Linked DNA regions of Gossypium hirsutum: region 1 is linked to region 2. Evidence: chromatin contacts called from public Hi-C data. All regions are on one chromosome and are shown on one strand. The core of a region is the stretch at or near the end of the contact, and the rest is flanking DNA. Distances in the headings are between cores, read along the strand shown. Region 1 holds the start of LOC107950900. Region 2 holds the start of LOC107902292 (calmodulin).

Region 1 (2,996 bases), core at 299-2,798, 160 kb after region 2:
GCATAATAATATTTATTTAAATAAATCTTATTATTAAAATGTCTACTAAATTTTATCTTGTTACGAGTGGGAATGTATACAAGTAGTTTGCTCGAGAACATAAAAATGAAAATTAGTACCGCATCCATGATTGCAATAGTAAAATCCAACTACCAATTTTGATTTTTCCTAGTTGTGTCGCTCGACATATCTCTCGGTACAATGTTACCAACACGACAAACCTCCAACTGAAGTTTCAACAACCATCTTAGATGGACGAGTGTTCATGACTTGTCCGGCATTAGGATACCCTTGATGATCTGAAGGATGTACGTCCAAGTGTGTCATTCTCTTTTGACTTCAGTCGAATCCTCATCCAGCGCGGCGAAAGTTGTTCTTATCCAAGCTATTTTGATCCGACCTCCGTAAATTGTTTCCGAAACTGAACCCAAAAGTTCACCACATATGCCTTGTCACTCACCAGACTAAACAGACCTGGTGACTACTGACCCATCTATGGTCAAACCCAACTGTAAATGCACGTCCTCTAGAGTGATAGTACACTCACCATATGGAAGATGAAATGTGTGCATCTCGGGTCTCCACCTCTCCACCAATGCGCCTACGAGTTTTGAGTCCAACTTACATCCCCGGCCTACAAGGGCCATGTGCCAAAACACTGGTTTCCCTTAAATATGTTCAATCGACGATGATGGAAGACTGAGTGGATTACGGATATAGCATTGAAAAATTCGATATTTCGCCTATTTACGTAAAAAATCAAAATATTAAGTTAATATATAACAATGAAATAAAAAATTAAACAAAAATTGAAATTTATTAAAATTTATTCTTACCATTTGCAATTGAATGACGAAAATGTACTTGTCATCATGATTGATTAGAGAATCGACCATTGCTAATTATATAGAACACGAATTAATTTAAAAAATATATTTTCAGAAAATATTAATAAAAAATCTAATAGAAAATATAATTTAGATTTTTGAAAAAAAATTGAAAATTTGAAAGAATTTTGAGAGTGGTTTGAGAAATTGAGAGAATTTTATGAGAAATGAGTAAGGGTGGGGGTTTTATAGTTTTTTTTTTACCATTGGAGAGGGGACAACAGCTATTTAAAATAGTCGTTGGAAAAGTATCCATTGAGGGGAAAACACTTCCAAAATAGTCGTTGGAAAAGTATCCATTGAGGGGAAAACGCTTCCAACTAGAAGTGTTTGGAAGCGTTTTACTAGTGACACACAAAAAGTACTTCCGGCTGAAATCGTTTTTCTAGATTTCACCTAAAAATACTTTCAGTCCTAAATCGGTCTATACCCATAAATATTTCAAAAATCAGCTTATTCTAGTAATTTTAAAAAAAATCAGCATTTTTTTAGTAATTTAATCAGAAGTCATGATTCGGCCCATTGATGTGTATTCTTTGGAAAGAAAGGGCCATCGAAAGTCTATGATAGACCTAGACCTGCTTTTTACAATCAAATGAAACTTAAGAAAGCCTTGTTGGGACTCTCTCAGGCCTCAACGCTCCAATGGTTCACTTCTCACTCAAATAAAATCCAAAGGCCGAACTACGAAATTCTTCAGGCTGAAAAGCTTTTTTTTTTTTTAACGTGAAAAGCTTGTTACAAATTAGTGAAAAAATAAATGGAAGACTCTGTACGACTCCAGAGCTTCGATCAACTCCCATCAGCTGCACAGTTCGCCTCTCAGATTGAATCTCGAAATGTTCCCGCCGTAATTTTTCTGTTTTCTCAACTTTTTGTTTCTTTTTTCCCTTTCTCTGTTCGTTTTTCGAGAAAAATTGGTCCGAACTTTTTTTTTCCTTTTGCTAATTTATATAAGCGGTAGTTGCTTCAATCTTAGTTCATTGATTTTTATTTCGTTTTGAAAGGTGTTCGTTGGATGCGTTAAGGACTGGAAAGCCGTTTCCAAGTGGAATCCTTCTAATGGAGGCCTCGGTTATCTGGAGGTTTGCTTATCCTTTTATAATTACTACAATTTTTATGCTCGCTTTTCGAGTCAAAATATTTTAAGTTGCTGGATTTTTAGTAAAATGGATAACGTTTTGGAAGTAAATAATATTTTTGTATATAATGTTGAAAGACATAATTATGCATTGAGTTTCAAATCTAGAAAAGTAGCACTAGTTTTACATTTGTTTTATTTACATCTGTGATAGTCTATTCAATAAGTTAATTAATAGGCAAGAGCTTGAATTAGTGCGTTATACATGTTGGATATGGTTTCTAGAGTTACATTTTTTTAGTGGAATTGTGCATTTTATATATTCAATTAAAGTATTTATTTTAGTATTTTTCTTGTTTGAGTATAACTTTAGGAACGGGTAGGATCATTCATGGTGGAGGCTATGTTATCTCAAACTGCACCGGTGTTTTACGGTGATCTTAGAAGCCATGAGAGGGTAATTCACTAATTCTCATGTTCTTCATACACTGAGGCTTGTGATACATTTTCTCTCTTGGGTGGATGCGAGAATTGTGATCAATTTGGTTTTGCATTTGTTTACAGGTTCCATTACCATTTTCCACTTTTATTGCCTTTTGTAAATGGCATAGGCAAAATGTCGGTAATTCTTGCAGTATTAATTCTAATTCACAAGGGCATCAACTTGAAGAATCTGACACAGAGCAAGGCTGTTCACCATTTGTAGATGCTGCTCCAAAACAAATCTACCTAGCACAGGTCGCTACTCAAAGTTCTGTGATCACTGACGTCTCTGTTAACATTTTTTTCTGCTTTTGCTTTGTTTATTTAATATGTTGAGACCAGATGGATTTCACTTTTCCTGTGTGTCCTTCATTTCAATTTTCTTTTTAAGCATGAATGTAATTGTTGAATTTTTATACTTCCGATTCAGATTCCAATTATAAATGCTGAGAATGAAGAGAGAGTTCAATTGGAAACTCTACAGGAGGACATTCAGTTGGTCTGCATATTTCTTTCTCAACTGCTTGTTATTACTAGTTAGTTCT
Region 2 (3,183 bases), core at 643-3,142:
GTAGCTTGATAATGCCTCTAACTGGGAAATGGGAATATGGTATTGTGTGTTTTTCAGCATAGAGTACTGGCCAGACCCACAACGGGGGATCAAGGAAGCATACAGGGTGTTGAAACAAGGAGGAAAAGCTTGCTTAATTGGTCCTGTGTACCCTACATTTTGGTTGTCTCGTTTCTTTGCAGACGTTTGGATGCTTTTCCCTAAGGAGGAAGAATATATAGAGTGGTTTGAAAAGGCTGGATTTAAGGATGTCCAACTCAAAAGGATTGGCCCTAAATGGTATCGTGGAGTTCGCCGACATGGTTTGATCATGGGGTGCTCTGTAACCGGTGTTAAACCCGCATCTGGGGACTCTCCTTTGCAGGTAAATCACTTTTTGAACACTGCTTCATTAAATAAATCTTTACCCTATTTGACTAGTGAGTTGTCTAGTGATGTCTGCATGTATTTATGTCATACACTCTGTATTATGAGCCAAGGATTCAAAATGTGGTGAAAGGTTCTGTACATTGTTACAAATATACAACTATTTTACCTTCTGTTTAAGGAGCCATAATCATAAGCCGCAACTAATCCTCAGAATAGCCTCGGTTCTTTTTATCCTGAATTGTTCAAATTCTGGTTCTGCCTTTGTTGTTCAGTCAAAGAAGCTCTCAGTCAACAATCAATAAATAAGTTTACTTTGGCACATAATTGATAAGTGTTTTCTAATAGCCCCTTGTAATCATCTCTCATTCATCTCCCACCTCGGTCTTTCGTGATATGAAGATGGAATTGATTTCTTTGGTCTATGAGATTATCTAGATCTCTTCTAGTCTTTTAGGTGCATACATTTTCAGATGATGCTTGATTACTGGAACTGAAAGAAGAGCTATAAGATGTATGGAACTGATGTATTTGGTACAGCTCTACCGATTTGTGTTTACTGTATTAAACTCTTTACTTGGTTCAGCATCATGGACATTGGATTGTAGATAACTATCTTGATTCATTCAACCCTAAGCCCCAATCCATTCTTACTGTGCTGTTAATATAACCTGGGCTATATTTTTATTATACTGTTAACATTGAGCTCATGGGATATAATATACTTTCTGCATCTGGCACTCACCGGTGAACATGAATTCATGGAACTGAAGTGAAAGCAATCATCATTTAATTTTTGATTTTATCATTCTTTATCTTATGCAGCTTGGACCTAAGGCAGAGGATGTATCAAAGCCGGTAAATCCGTTTGTATTTCTCTTACGCTTCATGTTGGGTGCCACTGCAGCAGCATATTATGTACTGGTTCCTATCTACATGTGGCTCAAAGATCAAATTGTACCAGAGGGTCAACCAATCTAAAGAAAGAAATGAACTTCTGCTGTTCTGCCCTTCCAAGTTGCATACATCTCTTTAGTATATATATATATATCCTATGCTAGACCATGAAGGGTGTTTTGCATTTCTGAAATAAAACCTAACCTTTCAAGTAAATTCAACCTCTTCTTTTTTCTTTAGCTTTGGATATATTTTCGTCAATGTCCGTTTTATGGTTCATCAAAACCAGTCGTCCCTCCTAAGTTTTGGATATACTTTAAAGCTGCATCTATAAATGAATAATAATATGAGATGTTTTATATTTGAGTTTGTGTGTCACTTAATTTCTTTCCGAAAACTTTATTTCTTGGATATTTTATCTGCCAAAACCATCTGAAATACTCAATTGATCTGAAATGGATATGTTTGTTCAACATTGACTGCCACTTTTTCATTTTTCTTTTCCAATTAGCCAGTATTTAAATCATCATTTGTAATCATGATTATTTTAAGCAATCGAATTTGCATCTATCTCTATCATGTGATGCCTAGAAAAACAAATTCTACTACAATACTTTTGACCACTGTGTTGAATAACCTTTTCTATAATCGAATTCCCACCTTTACAATCTTTTTGTTCGCACGATTGTGATGTCGATCAATTAAATAGCTATGCTAACTAAACTAAACTAAAGAAAGAAAGAAAAAAAAAGGGTGATCCTGTATCTTTATTCAATAGGTTGCACTAATTTTCTAGAAAATTCTTTCTTTGAATACAACTTAGACTAATCCAAAAAGTTTTTGTCTCATTTTTTTTCTTACCCACTCCCTTTTTATATATAATCTTACATAGAAGGCCAGTATCACATTCCCATTTCTTCATTCTTCGACACAAGCATAGAGTTTTCATTAGTTCAGCATGGCAGATGATCAAGTTGCCGAGTTTCGGGAAGTGTTTTGCTTGATCGATAAAGATTCAGATGGTATGCCATCATTCCTTTTTTGGGTATGAGACCCTTCGATATCTAGTCACGTTGCAGTCGAACTAGGTCGACTGATGTTGGGCATACTTTTCCATTCTTTGAAACACATGTTTACATTGATGTAAAATTATTGCAGGTTTCATTACCATGGAAGAGCTGGCATCAGTGATCCAGACATTAGATGATGCAAACCCTATAAAAGAAGATCAAAACATGATGATGATGATGGTGATTAACGAGGCTGATGATATTGAAAGAAAAGGGAAGATTGACTCTGTAGATTTCGTGAATATTATGGCTAGAAAAATGCAGGTAAATAAAAATAAAACCAATAATGCTCATGTTTTGTTTTGTTTGATGAGGCAAATAATGAATTGAACTTGTAGGAAAATGAGGTGGATGAGCTAAAAGAAGCTTTCAAAGTATTCGACCGGGATCAAGATGGATTTATATCAGCAAATGAGGTTTAAACACACACTGTAACATATCTTTCTTTGCAACATTGAATCATTGGTACATGGAGTTGACCAAAAACCCATGTTTGAAATGCAGTTAAGACAAGTAATGATGAACATGGGAGAAAGACTGACAATGGAAGAAGCAGAACAGATGATCAGAGAAGCCGACTTAGATGGTGATGGAGTTGTGAGCTTTGATGAGTTTGGAAGGATGATGATGGTGACCCTATGAAACTCTTTCATGGATTTGCTTTCTTTGTCGGATATGTCCCCTTCATAGCCACCTATTGTCAGATTGCAAATAACTGTAACCCTTAGATAGATGGTGATACATTTAATAAATAACATCTATACTTCGAGCCTAACCATTCTCCATCATTTATTTGTCTGATATTATATAATAAAAATATGTTATATATACTTCGTTTACAAAAAAAGAA

What was found. Hi-C and Micro-C count contacts between places; a contact is called where the count stands out from the background.
Region 1: a Hi-C map of leaf shows a contact between it and region 2, with 3 times the contacts expected there. The contact joins the promoter of LOC107950900 here to the promoter of LOC107902292 in region 2. A contact is called at or near these places in 6 of 34 Hi-C or Micro-C datasets (anther, callus, hypocotyl and 1 more).

The regions. Positions count from the first base shown.
Region 1 is chrA08:11,282,838-11,285,833 of Gossypium_hirsutum_v2.1, forward strand. It overlaps LOC107950900, which reads left to right and starts at 1,549. Exons shown (of 16, transcript XR_001698261.2): 1 at 1,549-1,737; 2 at 1,895-1,972; 3 at 2,342-2,425; 4 at 2,533-2,706; 5 at 2,882-2,950.
Region 2 is chrA08:11,126,155-11,129,337 of Gossypium_hirsutum_v2.1, forward strand. LOC107902292 (calmodulin) reads left to right here and starts at 1,893. Exons shown (of 4, transcript XM_041075847.1): 1 at 1,893-2,308; 2 at 2,422-2,597; 3 at 2,672-2,749; 4 at 2,838-3,108. The coding sequence starts at 2,433. The coding sequence ends at 2,975. It overlaps LOC107902204 (2-methyl-6-phytyl-1,4-hydroquinone methyltransferase, chloroplastic), which reads left to right. Exons shown (of 3, transcript XM_016828445.2): 2 at 58-364; 3 at 1,192-1,629. The coding sequence ends at 1,347.